Linked DNA regions of Rattus norvegicus: region 2 is linked to region 1. A link is a contact called in public Hi-C data. All regions are on one chromosome and are shown on one strand. Each heading gives the region's core, a stretch centred on a gene start, on an enhancer-like site or on the middle of the called end of the contact. The rest is flanking DNA. Distances are from core to core; before and after follow the strand shown.

Evidence for each region. A called contact is a pair of places that touch in the nucleus more often than the background predicts.
Region 2: a contact with region 1 is called in a Hi-C map of liver, with 10 times the contacts expected there. The contact joins the enhancer-like site here to the promoter of Ptger3 in region 1. A contact is called at or near these places in 7 of 12 Hi-C or Micro-C datasets (the A7r5 cell line, the Rat2 cell line, Schwann cells and 3 more) and 1 of 1 datasets of contacts at active chromatin or transcription factors (oligodendrocytes).

What each region holds. Positions count from the first base shown.
Region 1 is chr2:249,260,818-249,267,311 of GRCr8, forward strand. Ptger3 (prostaglandin E receptor 3) reads left to right here and starts at 4,265. Exons shown (of 3, transcript NM_012704.1): 1 at 4,265-5,177. The coding sequence starts at 4,350.
Region 2 is chr2:249,603,669-249,610,389 of GRCr8, forward strand. No RefSeq gene overlaps it. Among named protein-coding and RNA genes, the nearest start is that of Cth, 54 kb to the right of the region's middle. Within about 2 kb of position 4,598, at least 28 of the 93 cell types and tissues checked have an H3K27ac peak or open chromatin away from gene starts, as enhancers often do. A contact at or near this core is called in liver, where this site is marked.

The DNA.
Region 1 (6,494 bases), core at 3,015-5,514:
TGAATATTGACCAAAAGAGGTGATCACATGTTACTAAACAACATATGCTGCACTCCTAGTAATGTTGGAGAGGAGTTAGCAAATGTTCTGGTTTAGTCTAGATTTATAGATCATACATTTAAATCTTGGTTCTTTCTGTGTTTATTTTCATTTCTGAACAAGATCAATAACCTATTTTGATTTAGGGGTTTGTTTTCTGCCACGTGTCCTTCACCAGGGTCCTCAAACCCATGGAACTTCTCCTGCTTCAGCCTTACAAGTCCTGAGGTTACAGTTGTGTAGCACCATAATCAGCTTCATAATTGCACTTTTGAAGACTTTTTGAAGACCCCTGACAAAAACAATTGAATTTGCAAATATATACTGTGATGTGTATATGTAATAAAGAGTTCATACACATACGAACTATATATTGTATATATTATACACACACACACACACACACACACACACATATATATATATATATATATAATTCTAGAATATTCTTTCACTGAACTTTGTCTTAGTTCCTTCCACATAAATGGTATATAAGCTCTACTTCGGAAAATATCATAAAAAGTTTTTGGGAAATCTAAGCCAAGGCTGACTCCACGACTGATAGTTTGGGAGACTAGGCCTACAATCTGTTTCCCAGAAATGAGAACCTGGATCCCAGAACCTGTGGTTAGCCTACCACAGTCTTAGGCAACCAATCCAAGGATACCTTGTCATCTGGCCTGATGTAAGAGTAGGTAGCTAGAATGAATAAGCGACCCTCTTGTAAAATTAGAACCCTAAAGATAAAGCTATCAAATCAAGGTAAAAGGGCACACATCCCTGCCTGGAATTCCCTTAACTAACAATAAATACTGGCCCTGAGAGCCCACTACAAATCTCCATCCCCAAATGGGGAGACCCTGCATGCAGGAAATTCAGTTGAATAAACACTCTTCGCTTTTGCATACTATTGAAGTCTGGGGTACCATTCTTTGGTGATTCTTGGGCCTTAACGTTTTGATGCTTAAATTTTGGAAAGGACAAAATAACAAAACCTAAATTCTGCTTAAGACTCAATCTTGGTAGAAAGCATTCAAGAAGATTAAAAAACCAAAGAGGTTAATTTATAAAGGGAGAAGGGAAGCCTGGAACAGAGGAGTTGTTATTGGACTGAAGCTACTGCTGAACCTTGGTGAGCACACTCTGGGAAGCAAGGTTGAGGAAGTCACACACAGCCTTCCACATAAAAGGTGCTAGTTATTGCAATCAGGCTTGGAGAGACACACATTTAACAAGAGTCTCACACCTAGGCCCACGTTAGAGATGCAAAAGAGCCCATTCTAATCCATATCTCACAGCTGAACTCGGCCCAAAGTGTAGAGACCCCTCAGAAAAGAAACAAGTACTGAGCAGACAGAGATCATATAATTGTTGAATTGAATATGTCTACAGTACAGATGCGTCTAAAGGAGTGCCTACTCAACTGGCAATTCAGGACAGGACACAGCAGGAAACGGAATGAAGCACCCTTACCAGAGGGTGGTGCCATCACTGACTAACCAGCAAATTACAGAAGCACAGAGGAGGTCCATCTGCAGTGAACACAGAATAAAGCAGGCATGAGAGAGTGAAAGACTCAGAGATAGCAACAGACCTGTACTTCAGGAATTGTCCAGGAGGGCAGTCAAGTGTCCACAAAAAATTTCAACAATGTATAATTTTCACTAAGTTGTAGGAAATAAGTTTCACTAAGTTATAGAGCAAATCATTCTAGAAATACAAGACCTCTGAGATCCATCTCTTTCCCTCAGTGGGGCTTCTGAAAATCAAGAGTTTGACGTTGAAATATAAATCTGTTAAGTTTAGGGACTTCGATATGTTGCTTGGCATCTCTAAGACTAAGACAGTGTCTCATAGACCAGGAGCCCAGTGAGTGCTCACCGAATGACTGAAGACGAAGGATGAGAAAGAACCATAGGTTCTTACATGGCAACAGTGGATCTGAATCTGAGGCTATGTCCCTAGGGAAGTTTAATGTCTTAAATAAGTTCAAATGCATTAGTTAAAAATAAAAATGTGGTTGAATCTAAAAACAAGATACAGGTGAGATAGATTATTTGCTTATTGAAATTATTTTAGAATTTAAGGTGTGACAATATAAGCTTTGATGTTTTTGAAATATGAAAATATGCTCCTTTGATTTCAGCCTCCACTGGTTTATTGGTTAATCAGAGATGCAAGAACAGGGCTAAGCTCATTCCTATGTGGAAATGATTAATCTAGTAATCTAGATTTGTAATCCCAGCAATGGGGGCATGGATCCCTGAGGATCCCTGACTAGTTATTCCAGCCCAATTTGTGAACTCCAGGAAATGAGAAGGACCTTAGATGAGATGTCCTACAGTGGGGAGAGGGAACTTGTAGAGTTCACCTCCAGTAGAAAGACTGGCATCAAGTGGAGGGATGGGGTTGCCATTCCACAGTCAGAAACTCTGACCCAGAATTGTTCCTGTCTGAAAGAACTGCAGGTGAAAAATGGAGAAGAGGAAGTGATCAGCACACATTGGGATCCAGCTCAAGGGGAAGTTCCAAGGCCTGACACTATTACTGATACTGTGGTGTGCTTACAAACAGGAGCCTAGCATGACTACCCTCCAAAAGGCCCAACAAGCAGCAGCTGATATTTAAACCCAACCAATGGACAGAAGCTGGTAACCCTTGTGGTTGAATGAGGGAAAGCTGGAAGAAGCTTAGGAGGAGGTTGATCCTGTAGGAACAGATCTCTCAGACAATAAGCCACCAACCAGGCAGCTGAGGTCCCCAAAACATGTACAGCAGAGGACTGCCGGATCTTGATTCAGTGAGAGAAGATGCACTTATGCCTCGAAAAAGATTTGAGGCCCCCCGGGAGTGGGGAGGTCTGGTGGGGTAGGGGTTGGGGGTAGGGACATCCTTTTGGAGGAAACAAAACAAAACAAAACAAAACCAAACCAAAAAACTCTTTAATATAGAATAGTGCATGTTAGCCTTTTAGCCACTAGAGGGGAGTGTTGTTTCAGATGAACTAAGGCAGATAGCAAAGGAACCAACAGGAAATCAACCAGAAGAACCTACAAGTTACTTATTTGCAAGCTTAACAGCTAAAACGTAGATAACTCTGACTGGAAAATGCCTCAAGAAGGGAAGGGTTTCTGAAACTTTGTTAAGAGATTAACCATCTTTGTCAACACAAGTTCTCATGGTGGGCATTCTCAGTAAGCGTTAGGGCGCTGGGAAATGCTAGCCACTCAAAGGAAGACCTGATTTGGGATTCCCAACACCTGAGTAAAATAAAGCTGGCTGCTGGGCTGGGGTGTGCGAGGCCTTACCAGGCTGGTGGGAGTCACAGTGGAAGATACCCGATGCTGAAGTCTGACCTCAATGTAAATATGCTCAGACTCACACTCACATAACACACACACACACACACACACACACACACACACACACACACACACACTGGGGTAGAACATAGAGAGGGAGACAATAATGTAAATAAGTCAGTTAATAAATATACAATTCTTTGATATAACTAAGAATTTTTCTTTGATGTATGAATTCCAAAATGCTCTTAAAATTTAAATATATCATTACACTGGAATGCCTCAGTGAAAATGTGAATTTGATATGTGCTCTCACCTGTGTGCTTACTTGGTTTTGGTTTTGCACTTTTAAACTGACATTATCCTAGAAAAATACTTTACCAATATGAGTTTGGAATTAGTCCAAAGTAAATAAGGCAATAGTTTGAGGAAGACAAGACACAAGCTTATCTCTATTCTTTCCCAGCTGTGGGTATCTATCTATCTAAATTATATACTATATAGAAAAATATATAAAGTAAAAAATATATTTCCTAAATTATATATATATATATATATATATATATATATATATATATATATCAACTTCAATGATAGCCAAACATGAGAAGAAATCAGCATTGCGATTCACGCAGATACTAATATGTCAGATTTCGCCTATCATGTATCATGTAACATGTTACAGTATCATGTAACCCAAAGGCTGTTGAGCACTTTACAGAGTCCCAGAGTTGAAGAGGCAGCCTAGGGGGCGCGGCGCCAGGTAATCCCGGCTGACACCGCCCTTTGCCTGCCCACTCGCGGCACCGCCCCTCGAGCTCCAAGGCGCGGGAGGAGCCTCGCGCGGCGTCGGGCGACGCCTGTCCAGTCCCCGCAGCCTAGCGCGGGCGGCGGCGGGCGATGGAGAGCAGAGCCCCGGGCCCCGCCGTCCTCCAGCGCGCTCCGCTGCAACCCCGCAGCTGAGCCCAGAGGCTCCGGCCCTGTGCGCCCTACCGCGGCCCCGCCACTATGGCCGGCGTGTGGGCGCCGGAGCACTCGGTTGAAGCGCACAGCAACCAGTCAAGTGCTGCCGACGGCTGCGGCTCTGTGTCCGTGGCCTTCCCCATCACCATGATGGTCACTGGCTTCGTGGGCAACGCGCTGGCCATGTTGCTTGTGTCGCGCAGCTATAGACGCCGGGAGAGCAAACGCAAAAAGTCTTTCCTGCTGTGCATTGGCTGGCTGGCGCTCACCGACTTGGTGGGGCAGCTCCTGACCAGTCCGGTGGTCATCCTCGTGTACCTGTCGCAGCGACGCTGGGAGCAACTCGACCCATCGGGGCGCCTGTGCACCTTCTTCGGGCTGACCATGACAGTGTTCGGACTGTCCTCGCTCTTGGTGGCCAGCGCCATGGCCGTGGAGCGCGCCCTGGCTATCCGTGCGCCGCACTGGTATGCCAGCCACATGAAGACTCGCGCCACGCGCGCGGTACTGCTGGGTGTGTGGCTGTCTGTGCTCGCCTTCGCGCTGCTGCCTGTGCTGGGCGTGGGCCGCTACAGCGTGCAGTGGCCCGGCACGTGGTGCTTCATCAGCACCGGGCCGGCGGGCAACGAGACTGACTCTGCGCGGGAGCCGGGCAGCGTGGCCTTTGCCTCCGCCTTCGCCTGTCTAGGCTTGCTGGCTCTGGTGGTGACCTTTGCCTGCAACCTGGCGACCATCAAAGCCCTGGTGTCCCGCTGCCGGGCCAAAGCCGCCGCCTCGCAGTCCAGCGCCCAGTGGGGCCGGATCACCACGGAGACGGCCATCCAGCTTATGGGGATCATGTGTGTACTGTCCGTCTGCTGGTCGCCGCTATTGGTAAGTAGTTGGTACAGTGGGAACTTGTAGCGAGCGGTAAATGGAGGGAGACTTTCTGCTGCTCTTGCAGCCCAGGGTTGCAGCCTCCAGTCAAGTGCCTCAGCCGCTTGTGAAGCTTCCAAGAGCCAGTTGAGTCCGCCCTGGCTTGCCAGGCGCTTGTGAAGATTCGAACAGCCTGCGCACAGAGGTGAGCAGACGTTGCTCAAGCCAGTGCAGACTGACTTTGCCCTTTGTGTTTTGAATGGAGATGTGATGACAACTCAAGCCCAACTTGTGTTTTAGTTTTAATCCCGCTGAGACAGTTCGGTACCTGAGAGCCAGGCAAGTCTGCGCTCCTACACCTTCAGCCACACGGTTACCCCATCCTCTCCAGCGATTTCTTGGCACGCTGTCGCTCTGTGCCAGCGCTAAAGGTTCTCAGGTAGCTACTGTCTGCAGGGAGGGGCGGAAGGCAGAGTTGCTGCAGCCCCTAGGAAGCCGGTAGGTAGTGTGTACACCGAAGTGGAGGACTCTCCAATAACAAACCCCCCCACACACACACACAATAACACCATCACCTTTTGGTGAGTGGTCACTGGGGTCTTGTGCCCCACCCCCATCCTTATGGAGGGAATGTCAGATCTTTGCAATTCCAGGGACAGGAGGTAAGGGTTTCTTGGTCCTTGGTTCCCCCCATGCTATCCATCACAGAACTACCCAGAGGAAGCTGTGCTTCCGCATGCTCCCTATCCCCAACTCTCACATGGTGCTTTTGAGGTTTTCTTCTGTAGCACTTGTAGCTAGAAACTTCTGTGGATAAGTGTGGTTTGCTAATTCTTGAAGAATGGATGCTTACTTAGGACTCATAGAGCCTGGCTTAATGTGCAGAGCAGCATCCCCATAGTGCAGCACAGTTATCAACCATTACATAGTAGACTCGATCCTCTCCCTCTCCCTCTCCCTCTCCCTCTCCCTCTCCCTCTCCCTCTCCCTCTCCCTCTCCCTCTCCCTCTCCCTCTCCCTCTCCCTCTCCCTCCCCCTCTCTCTTTCCCTCTCTGTTCTCTTTTCCCTCCCCTTCTCTGATCCCCTCCTCCTCTCTGTTCCCCTCCCCCTCCTCTTAGCTCCTTCACCCTCTCCCTCTCCCTCTCCTATCCCCCTCTCGATTCTCTTTCTCTCACACACATCATTTAACAAATTTGTCATTTCAACCATTTACATGTACAGTTCAGTGAGGTCAGGGACATCATATTTATGTGCCACATGAGGTTAAATCTGCCTTGAAATGGTTGTGTGGTTCTTCTTTTTACCCACTCTCCCTGATTATGACAAACCTTAGAG
Region 2 (6,721 bases), core at 3,348-5,847, 340 kb after region 1:
TATCTTATTTTGGTTTCTAAATACTTTATATAAAGTTGGAATAAACCACTGACACCAATCTTTGAGGCAAATGAATTCAAATTCGTAAGAATTTTCCTTCTTAGGGTTCTAGGGAGAAATAAGGGCATATTTTGTCTTAGAATCTGATTCATGCTCTTTTTGTAAAGAAGCAACAGGTAGTTTAGTAGCAAGGCTCATCTCTGCTTCCAGAAGAAGCTGACTGCATTTGGGAAATGATTCATGCAGTGAGGGGTGAGATGGGAGGACCTGGAGATCTAAGACATGAAGTTTGAAGTAAGGACCTAGATCTGGGAGTAACATGACATCCTTGTTGGAAAAATGATTCAAGCTTTCCTGGTGATGAGGCCAATATGTATGGCAGATATAGTCCTTACACTGACAAGAATAGTTCTAAAGCTTCTGTTGTCCCCAGTCCTGTCAATGTTCTCACAGGACTCTCTCTAGGACATCATGAAATTATTCGTTTTTTAGATAGTCTCAAATGTCATCAGCCACCAGTTGCCCCAGAGTGGTCACCCACTATTGCAGCAGGGAGCATACCTTGCTGGTGGGTTAGTATTGTAAAAGCTTAAATTCTTCACATATATTAGCATTTTAATACTTTGTGAAGAATAAATACAACTTTATGGGTAGATACTATTATTTTCAAAAGAAAAAATTTTGAGAAAAAAAAAGATACTGTCTTCACCTTATCTGCCTTTAAGGGTAAAATGTCTCCTTTATCATAGAAACAAGTCCCACATATCATGAGCAAATTATGGTTCTGCAAACAATGAGAAAAAATCAGATTGTAAAACTTTGTTGAAGAAAAAAAGCATTGAAAGGGAGAGTGGATCATGTGACTTCATCAGAGCAGCAAATTCCAAAGTCCACAGTCTCAATCTTCTTCATATTATGTTATTTAAACCTTTTTTCCAAATTGAATAAAATATGAACGTAGAAAAAAATGCCATAAAGAAAAAAATTCAGGTGGAGATGGGCAGAAGTTTGTATTATGACCTAAGAGAAAGAAAGAAAAAGATACAAGAACTTAGAGCCAGAGATTGTCTGTGTCAGTGTTAATTAACCCTCTGTTCCTCGTTCTCTGAACTTCCAGACTGGCAGGTAAGTCAGATCCACAGAGATCTCCCATCAGAACTGTCAAGAGAGGTCAAAAGGAGGAGGGAAATTGAAAATTTCTATTACCCTTTTCAAGCAATAAGATTTTTTTTCTTTTTTCTTTTTTTTCGGAGCTGGGGACTGAACTCATGGCCTTGTGCTTGCTAGGCAAGTGCTCTGCCACTGAGCTAAATCCACAACCCCTCAAGCAATAAGATTTAAAGACATTTTGGCTTGTTTTTTTTTTCAGCTTTACTGGGTGGGAAAGTAATGCTCACCTTGGGGAGTCTGGCTTCCTTAAAGTGAAGAGCAATGTACCTTGTTTTCTGATTTTCCAAGTCCTGGAGGAAACAATAAGAACCTTAGAAATTCCCCTGGAATATCCATTGCTTTATAGCCCCTTTGATTTGTTATTGGTGGTGGCTATTTTCATTCTGTGTAATGAGAAAAAAATGACTCAAGTTTATTACACTATAAAATGAACATTAATTTAGACACAGTCAGTCACAGATGAGAAACATCAAGTTCCCAGAAAATGAATAATTTGCTAGAAGGATACAACCTTGTGTGATACTGGGTGACTCAGAGTAGTCCCACCAAGAACACAGAAGGCTGGACCTTCAAACCAAGCACAAGTGGGCAGGAGAGTTCACATCGGGGCCTCTTAGACCTCTACACCATCTGTTCCCTTCCATCACCACCCTGGAGATAGCTCATCAAAGTTCCCAAGCATAAGAACCGGAAACATACTCCTGCTCCTTCTAAATAGCTAACCAATGTTCATTTTATCATTTGAGTACTTCTGTGACCAAATTAGCATCCATATCTCGCAACAGTTCTGTTTGGTTTCTTCCTTCTTCAAGAACTCAACACTAGGGGTTGGGGATTTGGCTCAGTGGTAGAGCGCTTGCCTAGCAAGTGCAAGGCCCTGGGTTCGGTCCCCAGCTCCGAAAAAAAGAAAAGAAAAGAAAAATAAAAGAAAATAAAGAAAAAGACAGAGTGCAGAATAAAAGCACTAAACTGAAATGTGTTTAGAGGACAGCAGAGCAGCAGCAGATAAATTCTCTCATTAGCAAGCTTCAATTTTACCACATCCATCTGCTTCTTTACTGGAAAGGATCCTCATTGACCCATAAATAAGATTTTTACTGATCAAACAGACAAACAAAAGAACCCACGATTTATAATGTGAGAATGGCAATTTTAAGTTAAAATGCCACCATGTCTATTCCCTGTGGCACGTTTTTTTTTTTTCATACCAGTTGGCTGCTGTGTTTCTGTTAAGTCACAGAGCAAAATAGTCGTATAATTCTAGAAGCAGAGGAAACTCTTCACTGTGAAATACTTAGTGCATGGTGTGGCGGAATTTTCTCCTAATTGATTAAATAATAAAGACGACAAGAAGCCAATCACTGGGCAAGAAGGAGGCGGGCCTTCCGGGTCCGAGAGAGAAAGAGGAAAGGCAGGTAGAGGGGACTTCCTTTTGGACAGAGGGAGCAAAACAGACAAGATGAAGGCCTAGAGCCGATAGTTCTGGAGGCTGAATCCATCAGGGTCCTTTACCGGAAGATTTCTAACAAAGAATAGTTGGTGAATTTAGGATGATAGATTCTGAGCTCAGCAATTGTGTTATCTCTTGATTCTAAACTAAAATTGTCTGTTGATTTCCATTTCAAGGCTATTCAGCTGAGCTCCAGGGAAAGGTAACCATGATGAAGTTTGCAAGAGTGCGACCCCAGCTAGCCACGGAGATTTGAGATTGCTGAGATTTGAGATTGCTGAGTGGGTTTGGCAGCAGCCAGCCTCGGGGGATAGATGACTAGGAATGTGAGCAGTTTCAGTGGCTGTGAACTTCAAGAAGTTGGGCGGAAGCTACATGGGGTTAGCCATGGGGGCCGGTAGACCGCAGACTGGAGACTAGCCGGCAATAGCATGGATTGTTTTTTAATATTACAACAAGTGGAAAACTATTACATTGTTATGAAGTTTATTATAAAGCCTTGGAATTGAGTAATACTCGCTTGAAAACCATCCATAAGGTTAATTATAAAATTTCTGATCTCTAAGTTCAAGGCCAGCCTGGTCTACAGAGAGAGTTCCGGGACAGTCAGGGATACACAGAGAAATCAATAACAGCAAATAATATAAAATTGCTAATTAAATAGCTAATCATGAATTCTAATTCTCTATTAGAGAAATCCCTGTTGCTGGACGTCAGTGAAGATGCTTTAAAGTGGTTAGGAAAATTCCTGATGGACAAAAATTCAACAAACACTGCTTAAGTAAATAAATGAGTTGAGATATTTCTGAGTTTCCTTTATCATCTACCTCCATGTCAGTCAAAGCCAGTTTACCATCACTACAATATAATAACTGGGATATTTAAGCAGTCTGTGTGATTTGGACCACGTTCCTACCTTAAAATAGTCCGTTCTTTCCGTTAAACCAATGTAATTTACTGTCTCTATATTAACAATATTTACACTGTTATCGACACTAACCATGCAACCGATACAACCATTCCCACAAAGAACATACAAAGTTGAAGACGCAAAAACAATCACATCAACAGTTACAAGGATGGAAATACCTGCTTCGGAACAGACAAGAATAAGTGACGCTAGCAGAAGGATGGATTTTAAACCATGAAATAAACAACAGCAGAGGTGGTGTGTGAAATCAAGGGTCACGGGAAAAAAAGGGTAACAAGATTTCGACAAGTGACATTAGAGAAATAACATACTCCCAGCCAAAAAAAAAAAAGCATTACACACTGTTTTTTGTTGTTGTTTTGTTTTGTTTTCTACTCAACATGAATGTTTTCCTGGAGCAAAGGGACGATGTAAAGATGTGAAAGAGCTGAATAGAAGCTTGAGGTGTAACACTCAGCTTCAGCCTGCAGATCCACACTTTCCAGTAGGTAGTGGTAGATCACTCATGTAATAGGCACGAGGTCCCGGTGCCACCTCCAGAACTGTCTAAACCAGCCCATGATCATGGATGTGTAACTAAGGCCTTTGGAGGAGTACAGCCAGAATACACCAAGTGAAAACTAAGGGAATAAATAACCTATTTCCTCGCCTGCTCTCGCTAAAGTCCTATAAAAGCCACTGCTGGAAATGGGAGGGGTGAAGCAGCTGGAAGCCAAGAGATGAGAAGGCAGGGAAGGCTGAAGGGGTAGAGCCCCCGGGGACCCTGCTCCTAGGTGCAGCTTGAGATGGAACAGGAAATACTCAGCATAACTTGTGAGCAAAGGCTCTCCATCGGGTAGTTGACCTGATAGTAAAATACGGGAAGAGGAGACATGCACTGGTGCTGTCTTGTCACTCTGACAGGATTCCTCAGAGAAGCAACTTTACCAGGGTTGCGGATGGCTGGAGGAATACAAATGATCACTGGAGGAAAGACTCGGAGTGAGTCATTGCTTGGCAGCAGGAAATGTGTGCCAGCTACAGGCTCACGTGTTAGCCAATCAGAAAGCAATACCAGACCATAAAAGGAGGTCCTCCAGGGACCCACCTCCTTCAGAGACTCCACCTTCTAAAGGCCTCCCAGCCTTCCAAACAGCACCACCAGATGGGACCAAGCGTTAAAGCGAGTGAAAGACATTAGGAATTCAAACCACAGCAGCGAAAATCACGAAACTGAGAGTATAATAGAAAAACTAGTAAAGAAACCAGATTGTGGCAGCATGAGAAATTGAAAATGCATCAATTGTGGGAAACACAACAGATAAAGCTGAGGGATTCTAAATGATTAGACACAGGGTAAGGAGAATGTTACAGGCCCGGAGTTTTGAATCTTAAGTCTTTAGAGCATGAGGCCGTCATTAGCAACACAGCACAAGTGCTGAATTTCAATGAGTTTGGAGACTTCAAGTCTTACACAGACGCGAACCACACTCTTGGAGAATGTACATGCATGCTAATGTCCTAAAAACCAGATATAATGTGTGACAGAATTCAACCAAAAGTCACGGTAAACACAGCAAGAGAGGAATTCAGTGTCAAACACATTTCATCTACAAAATCTCCCTGTAAATCCTACTTTTAAAACAATCAGCGATGTGCTGGAGATGTAGCTCAATTGGTGGAGTGCCTGCCTAGTGTGCACAAAGCCTTGGTTTCCATTGCCAGCACCATGAGCAGTGGCTCATGTCTGGAATCCCAGTATCTGGGACTTGGAAGCAAAAGGATCGGGAATTCCAGATGATTCTTAGCTGCGTATCAAGTCTGAAGCCAGGCCGAGATACATGAGACCCTGTCAAACAAAACACACACGCGCGCACACACACACACACACACACACACACACATACACTAATCCCATCCCCTCAGATACCGAATAACATAATAAGACATGAAAATGACAAGCACTATCAACCTGGGCCTAATAGTAAAAACCAATTGGCTGTAGTCATTGTTACAAAACAGATTAAATAGTGGTAATTCTTAAAGGGAAAGCTGTTTTCAGTGTACATACTAATTTAACAAAAAATAAAAATAAAAATGGAAGAGGATAGCAATAGGATCAAGAAGTGAGGGGAAGACAGCAGAAGCATCCATGTTAACAACTAAAGCAGAGCAGTGGAGTTGTGAAAGGGAATGATAAAGAGAGTGTGCGTGAAACAGGAATCGGTGTATGGGGATCATCATGTCTAGAGACGCCTCTAATACTGGGGAGAAACCGGGCCACTCAACCACCTAGAAATAACAGGTGTTTTAGAAAGCATCAAGAGACATCAACTGATGTGGACAGAGTATTTGTGTCCTCCACATTTCACCTGTTGGACCCCCAGTGTACAGATATTTGAAGATGGCAGCCTTTGAGAGGTACCTGGGTCCTGGCAGAGCTTCATGATGAAATCCATGCAGTCCTAAGAACAATCAACAGAACGTCTTCCTCCTTTCTCTCCCTCTACATGGGAGGCAACAGTCAGCTGTGCCTGACTCACTATAAAAGGGGCTGCCTGCCCCCTCCTCAATCTCTTGCACTCTTCCTCCTGCTTTGTCCCCTCACTCCTGCTCCCCCTCCCTCCCCATTCCCACATGACCGGTCTCTCTCTCTCTCTCTGCCTTTCTCCGTCTCTACTACCCTCTCAACTCCCCTCCCCCATGCCCTTAATAAACTCTATTCTATACTATAATATGGCCATGTGGCTGATCCCGCGGGGGTAAGGGATGCCTCAGTATGGGCCCTCAGAGGCACCCCTTCCCCCACACCTGACTACACATCCACCAAACATATTCCTTCTCTCCTTATCTTTTCATAAAACACAACACCTACACCTTGTCTCCTCTCCAGGTACCACACTACACCCTGCCAGCACTTCTATGGCGGTTTGTCACCAGTACAACTAAGAAAGAACTAAGTGTGCCCCCATCTGCGATAGCCCTGCTGAGAGCTATTTATGTAAGCAAAGTTAACAGGACACATCAGCCCAGTTTCCTGGGTGTGTTTTCAATGTATTCAGCTCAATTCCTGCTCCCGTGGCCATGTCTTCACCACCACCAACGATGGACTCTTTGGCTCTGGAAATGTAAAGCCGATTAAAACCTTTCTCTCCCAGTCGTTTTGTCAGGGTGTTTTATCAAGGCAACCA